Linked DNA regions of Oryzias latipes: region 1 is linked to region 2. A link is a contact called in public Hi-C data. All regions are on one chromosome and are shown on one strand. The core of a region is the stretch at or near the end of the contact, and the rest is flanking DNA. Distances in the headings are between cores, read along the strand shown.

What was found. A called contact is a pair of places that touch in the nucleus more often than the background predicts.
Region 1: a Hi-C map of embryo shows a contact between it and region 2, with 4 times the contacts expected there. The contact joins the promoter of LOC101170839 here to the promoter of ddb2 in region 2. A contact is called at or near these places in 5 of 5 Hi-C or Micro-C datasets (embryo, fibroblasts and gastrula embryo).

What each region holds. Positions count from the first base shown.
Region 1 is chr6:16,284,062-16,286,761 of ASM223467v1, reverse strand. It overlaps LOC101170839 (mortality factor 4-like protein 1), which reads left to right and starts at 1,360. Exons shown (of 12, transcript XM_023955779.1): 1 at 1,360-1,492; 2 at 1,944-1,990; 3 at 2,085-2,152; 4 at 2,245-2,331; 5 at 2,442-2,519; 6 at 2,612-2,637. The coding sequence starts at 1,453. It overlaps LOC101160651 (E3 SUMO-protein ligase PIAS1), which reads left to right. Exons shown (of 14, transcript XM_004069608.4): 14 at 1-864.
Region 2 is chr6:16,132,242-16,134,941 of ASM223467v1, reverse strand. ddb2 (DNA damage-binding protein 2) reads left to right here and starts at 1,399. Exons shown (of 11, transcript XM_020704020.2): 1 at 1,399-1,618; 2 at 1,710-1,847; 3 at 1,921-2,033; 4 at 2,454-2,645. The coding sequence starts at 1,712. LOC101170342 (kinesin-like protein KIF23) reads right to left here and starts at 438. Exons shown (of 22, transcript XM_023955768.1): 1 at 328-438; 2 at 30-90. The coding sequence starts at 341.

The sequences.
Region 1 (2,700 bases), core at 111-2,610, 150 kb before region 2:
AAGAGCTGCAAAAATTTAGCATTTTCATTTTAAATCTAGCAGTTTACTTTCTCTATTAATCTTCTTGTGTACAAGAACAATTAAATGACCATTTACCACGTTTCTGTTCCACTTTTAAGAAAAGGCTAGTTTCTGCGCCTCTTGAAGTTAGTTTTTCTTTTAAAATAAAATGGTATGACTGTTCTCTTAATACAGATGAATCATTGCATTTCATCTTTTTTGTTGTAGCACTTGCCTTTTATTTTATTATGTTCTTTTTTTTTTGACATCAAGTCTGTGGAGCAGTGAAGTGTTTCCATCCACATCTACCTGAAATCTCACCGGTTTGAGTTCTATGCTGTTCTGTAGTGAGGCCACGGGATGCATAGCATGTTCTGTTTGTATCTGCAAAGCCTTTAACAAACCTGTCATTGCTTAGCCTTGGAGTGAATCACGTGATGCATTTTGGCCAAGAGGTTTAAAATGATTGAATTTATAAATGGATGCCTCCTTTTTTTTCTCAAACTTGTGCTTACTATTAGGATTATTTATTATCATATATATTTTCAGCATTTGTTTGATTTGTGAATATGCATTGCTGTCATTGTGATATTTCTTTTGTAATTATATTATTAATGCTATTTAAAGATGTCACTGTTGCTCGACATGCATTGTAACATTTTCAGTTTCTGTCTGTTGAATGATGTCAGTAACTCAATAGAAGGTTTTGATCATTTTAAAACAGCTACATGGTCTATTGTGTTAATTTATTGTTTTGACACTCATCAAAATATATTCATTTTTAAAGGCTTTTCTTAGTATTTCCCTCTGTTACACAAGACAGCAGTTTCATGCAGATTTGCTGAAATAAAAGTTCTCAGTATAGAAAAATGATTTCCTGTTTGTGATCCGAGAAAGGGCCTTACTTGGCTATTTAGAGCCTTGTGTCTATTGTTTTTTAGGTTTTATTTAAGAGGGGGGGTGTCTTAGTAATCTTTTTAACTCTTGCAAATTAATCTTTACTACATTATTTTGATTTAAATACCATAGAAAAGTAACCAGAACAAAAGCAAATATGAACAGAAAATAGCAATTTCTCAAAATGTATCAACCGGAACACGTGGTGTGGTAGTGTAATGCTGTAGCAGAATAAATTGTATACCTTTTTGATGGTGGTTTGAATGGATGTCCACAACACAAATTCAAGAGTTGTATTTTATGTAATTTATTGATAGCAGTTAAAAAAAAACTTTTTTTAAGGCGAATTACTTCTTCCACTGACTTCAAGTATACACAAACAGCCCGTCTTCCTGCGAAGAGCTGTGCACTCCAGGGATGTCTTCTTTCTTGTCTTTTTTTGTCGCACAATTTAAGCGTCATCGCGCAGACCATGACGTTAGTAGTGAGATGCGCCTTTGCTAACTGTAATGGGAGCTGGCGATTTTTTCAAAATTTTTATAGTTTAATCTGTGAATGGCGCCAAAACAGGACCCGAAACCTAAATTTCAAGAAGGTAGCCTCTTAACTATTGTCCGAGTGTCCGGATAACTGGCTGTGTTTGTTTCTGAAGCTAACGGAGGGATAAACACAGCTATGGAAAGAACACTGTCGGCGCGGAGCTAGCTAGATTAGCATTTATTGTTGTAAGCGTTTAATGTTTTAATCCAGTTAAATCTTGTGGTTATCAATGAATAATTGATGTTATTTGTCGCTAAATTATTAGTTTGAACAAAAGTTGTCAATTTAATGTATTGATATTTTAATTTCCCGCTATGCCCGTCGTTTTCTAATTGACCTTACCGCGCATGTCTCTTTAACTGCGTCTAGATTCATCACTAAACGCTTTATTTGCTTAATTTACATCATAAATATTTTTAATCGTTACAAGTAGTACCGCGTTAAATCACTAGACGTTAGCGAAGCAGCTAAAGCTAACTTCCTTTTTGTTTTCCCTCCTACTTCAGGTGAAAGAGTGCTGTGTTTTCATGGGCCATTGCTCTACGAAGCTAAGGTAGGCTGTCGGAGTTAGCCTGTCTCTTTGACGATGCGACCCTCCAACGTGTTTGATTCACTTTGATCACATTGAAGTGTGCCTGTTTTTGCAGTGTGTTAAAACAAACATCAAGGACAAACAAATCAAATACTTCATTCATTACAGTGGCTGGAACAAAAAGTAAGTTTTAGGTTTTTTTGTTTGTTTGTTTGTTTTTTACTACCTGCTGCTTAGTGAAGTTTCTTCCAGTGACTGAAATCCTGCTCTTCTAGCTGGGACGAATGGGTTCCTGAAAGCCGAGTGCTGAAGTATGTGGACAGTAATCTTCAAAAACAAAAAGAGCTTCAGAGGGCTAATCAGTAAGTTACCTGATGCTGAACTTTCACCCTGCACTGTGAAAACTTCAATATCCACTGATTTGACATAATTGACTTCCTAACCAAGTATTGTTTTTTTTTTGGAAATTTAGAGACCATTATGTAGAAGGAAGAATGAGGGGTGCTGTGCCGAATAAGAAAATACCTGCTGCATCGCAGAAAAATGATGTGTGAGTGAATGTTCTTTGTGTTGGTGGTGCACTTTGATGTCACTCAACGTTTTTGAAATTATCTATATATTTTTCTTTTTTAAATTCCACAGAAAAACCAAAAAGAACAAACAGAAAAGTAAGTGCATCATCCTTTTTTTTTTTTTTTTTTTTTTTTTAAAGCCAAGGTTTGTATTTTGAT
Region 2 (2,700 bases), core at 150-2,649:
GAGATTTCGCTTGATTTACTGACACTTACTCCAACCGGGTCTTTCTGGTTGTTCAGAGGCTTTTTTGGCCTGCGGGGTGTCCTGAACTTCCTGTGGAGAAAACATGACATCACTATAAGCGTTAGCTTTAAAGGGGGCCCAAATAATCAACTAAGCCAAACGTTAGTCTTATGGTTAAGCAACGACGTTATGCTAAGCTAAATCAAATCCGTTATTTAGTTCGTTAACTGTCAGTTAGGCGTGGAATCAAGAAGTAACAACAAATTGCACGATATATAAATACGTTTGTAACAAATTGTCTAAGTTAAATTAATAAAATTCACTTACCCCTGTCTGTTCATTGTAGCCTACTTTCGATTCCAGTTGTTGCTCAAATTTTGAATCTTCCCGACTCAGCCTCTCGCCAGAGAACTTTTCAAATCCCACAACCGCCAATAGGATCTCAGAACAAGGAACACGAGTGTGTTGCGTCACTTCCGAGTTGACCAAATTCCAAAAATATTTTTGCAAACACGCAGCAGTCGATGTAGTCAATTACTTTTTTAAAAAATAAAAGTAAATTTATAAAAGTAAGAAAACTAATCAAATATTAGAAGGAGCGAACGTTTACCATGAAAAAAGACTGTAATTCTAGTATGCTTATGTTGCATTTTGGGTAGGTTTGTGAATTAATTTACTGATATGTACATAAAGAATGTTATTTTTGCCTGTTGCTGAAACACGACATAATACATTTTCATATGGCAGTTGTTCTCCTGTTTATGGACATGCTGCATTATGATGTTTTGCACTTTGTGTAATTTTTTTAAAGATTAGCTTTGTTGGTTGCTTGTCTTAAAGTTTTTAAATTATTCAAATTTGACTACTTTTTTAGGCATGTTGAGCTAATATGACATAACTCGGAGCCTTTCAGAAAAAAATGTTTTCAAATAAACAGGGGAATGCACCATTGCATGCTATATATGAAATCAAACGTTTGTTTAGTTCCACCTGATGCAAGTGTAGTTTATCCATCTATCTATCTATCTATCTATCTATCTATCTATCTATCTATCTATCTATCTATCTATCTATCTATCTATCTATCTATCTATCTATCTATCTATCTATCTATCTATCTATCTATCTATCTATCTATCTATCTATCTATCTATCTATCTATCTATCTATCTTAATAATACTAATAACAATTATTATTACTATTATTATTGTTGTTGTTGCATTTAATAATGGGTGATTTTTAATTTGGAAAATGCTAAAACTATATACCATTCAGAAATTCAGAATTGATAATTAACTAAAATAGGTTTAACTTAAAATCTTACATCAAATTGTCCAGTTAAAAATGCACACACACAAAAACATTTTAATTGTACTGTTGACTGATGATGTGCAAGTTTCACAGTGTGTAGCGTTTTCTTTAGTCTGTTGTATTGTATCAAGTTTTTAAATAAAGTTTCTTGAAAAAAGGGAGAATTTGTAAATAAACAGCGCCATCTATCGCGCACCAGCTGTCATGGGCTGAAGTTACAAAACATCTGCTGCCATTAGTCACGTGCGCTTCCGTGTTATGCAAACATAGACTTTAGATTAAGGCGGTTCTCTTCCACAATTACAGGTAAACTGCACATTTACGGGGTTTTCTAGAGGAAAGATAGAGAAGTACACAGAAGTGGTTTTGTTCGTGTCATATCGTCGAACTCTGACAGACATGAAAAGAAGGAAGAACACGAAACCAGGTGAAAATGGACCAAAGAGTCAAGTGAAAAAAAGAACTGAAGCAGACTCTGGAGCATCACTCTCCAAAAAATTAAAGGAAAAGATAGAAGTGAAGACCTCTGAGCCAGGTGAGCAGTACTAACGGGACTGCATGAGTTTACTCTGAGGTCATCATCCTGATTTGAATGAATTTCACTGCAGAGCGTCCACCTGTCAAGCCCCATACAGCTCAGAGGAGAAATGGCCATAACAGCATCCTGCACTACATTTACAGGAACAGTCTAGGCCAAAGTCTGCATTCTCAGATGAGACAGGTAAGTCAGTATGGACAGAAAGAGGGGGCTGTCTGCTTTAAAAATAACAATAATAAAAATGCACCAACAACAGATTTAGTCTGTCAAGTGTAATCTGGAACCCAAATGCAAATCAATGCATTGAAGTGAACAGAGACGGCAGACCAGTTGATGAACAAGGCGCCCTCTTCTCTAGGCTTCTGTCTGAAGACTTGATTGGAGAAGAAGAATTTTACTAAACAGAAAAAAATCCCTAATGCATTTTATGGATTTTACCCAATAGTAACAATCAGTTTGGTCACAAATGATAAAAAAAAAAATAGTTATAGACTTTTGTATTTATTCTTTTTAATTGGTGGTTTAAAAACAGATTCTGAATATTCTATCTGAAATGATGGAATGTTGTTGGGTTTTTTTTCTTTTTGCTGTTGCCTCTTGCAGTGTCTTCAGGAGCCCTTTGTCCGCTCTCTCTCCGCCTATCATTTCCATGGTGCTACCAGCCCCTTCGATCGCAGAATCACCTGTCTGGAGTGGCACCCCACCCATCCCACCACACTAGCAGCAGCCTCCAAAGGTGGAGACATCTTTCTCTGGGACTTTGAAAAGCCCACAAAGAAAAGCTTCATCCAAGGGGTGAGCTCCTGAAAAAGCACAGTTTTAACCAAAGAAGTTGCATAAGATTTTTTTT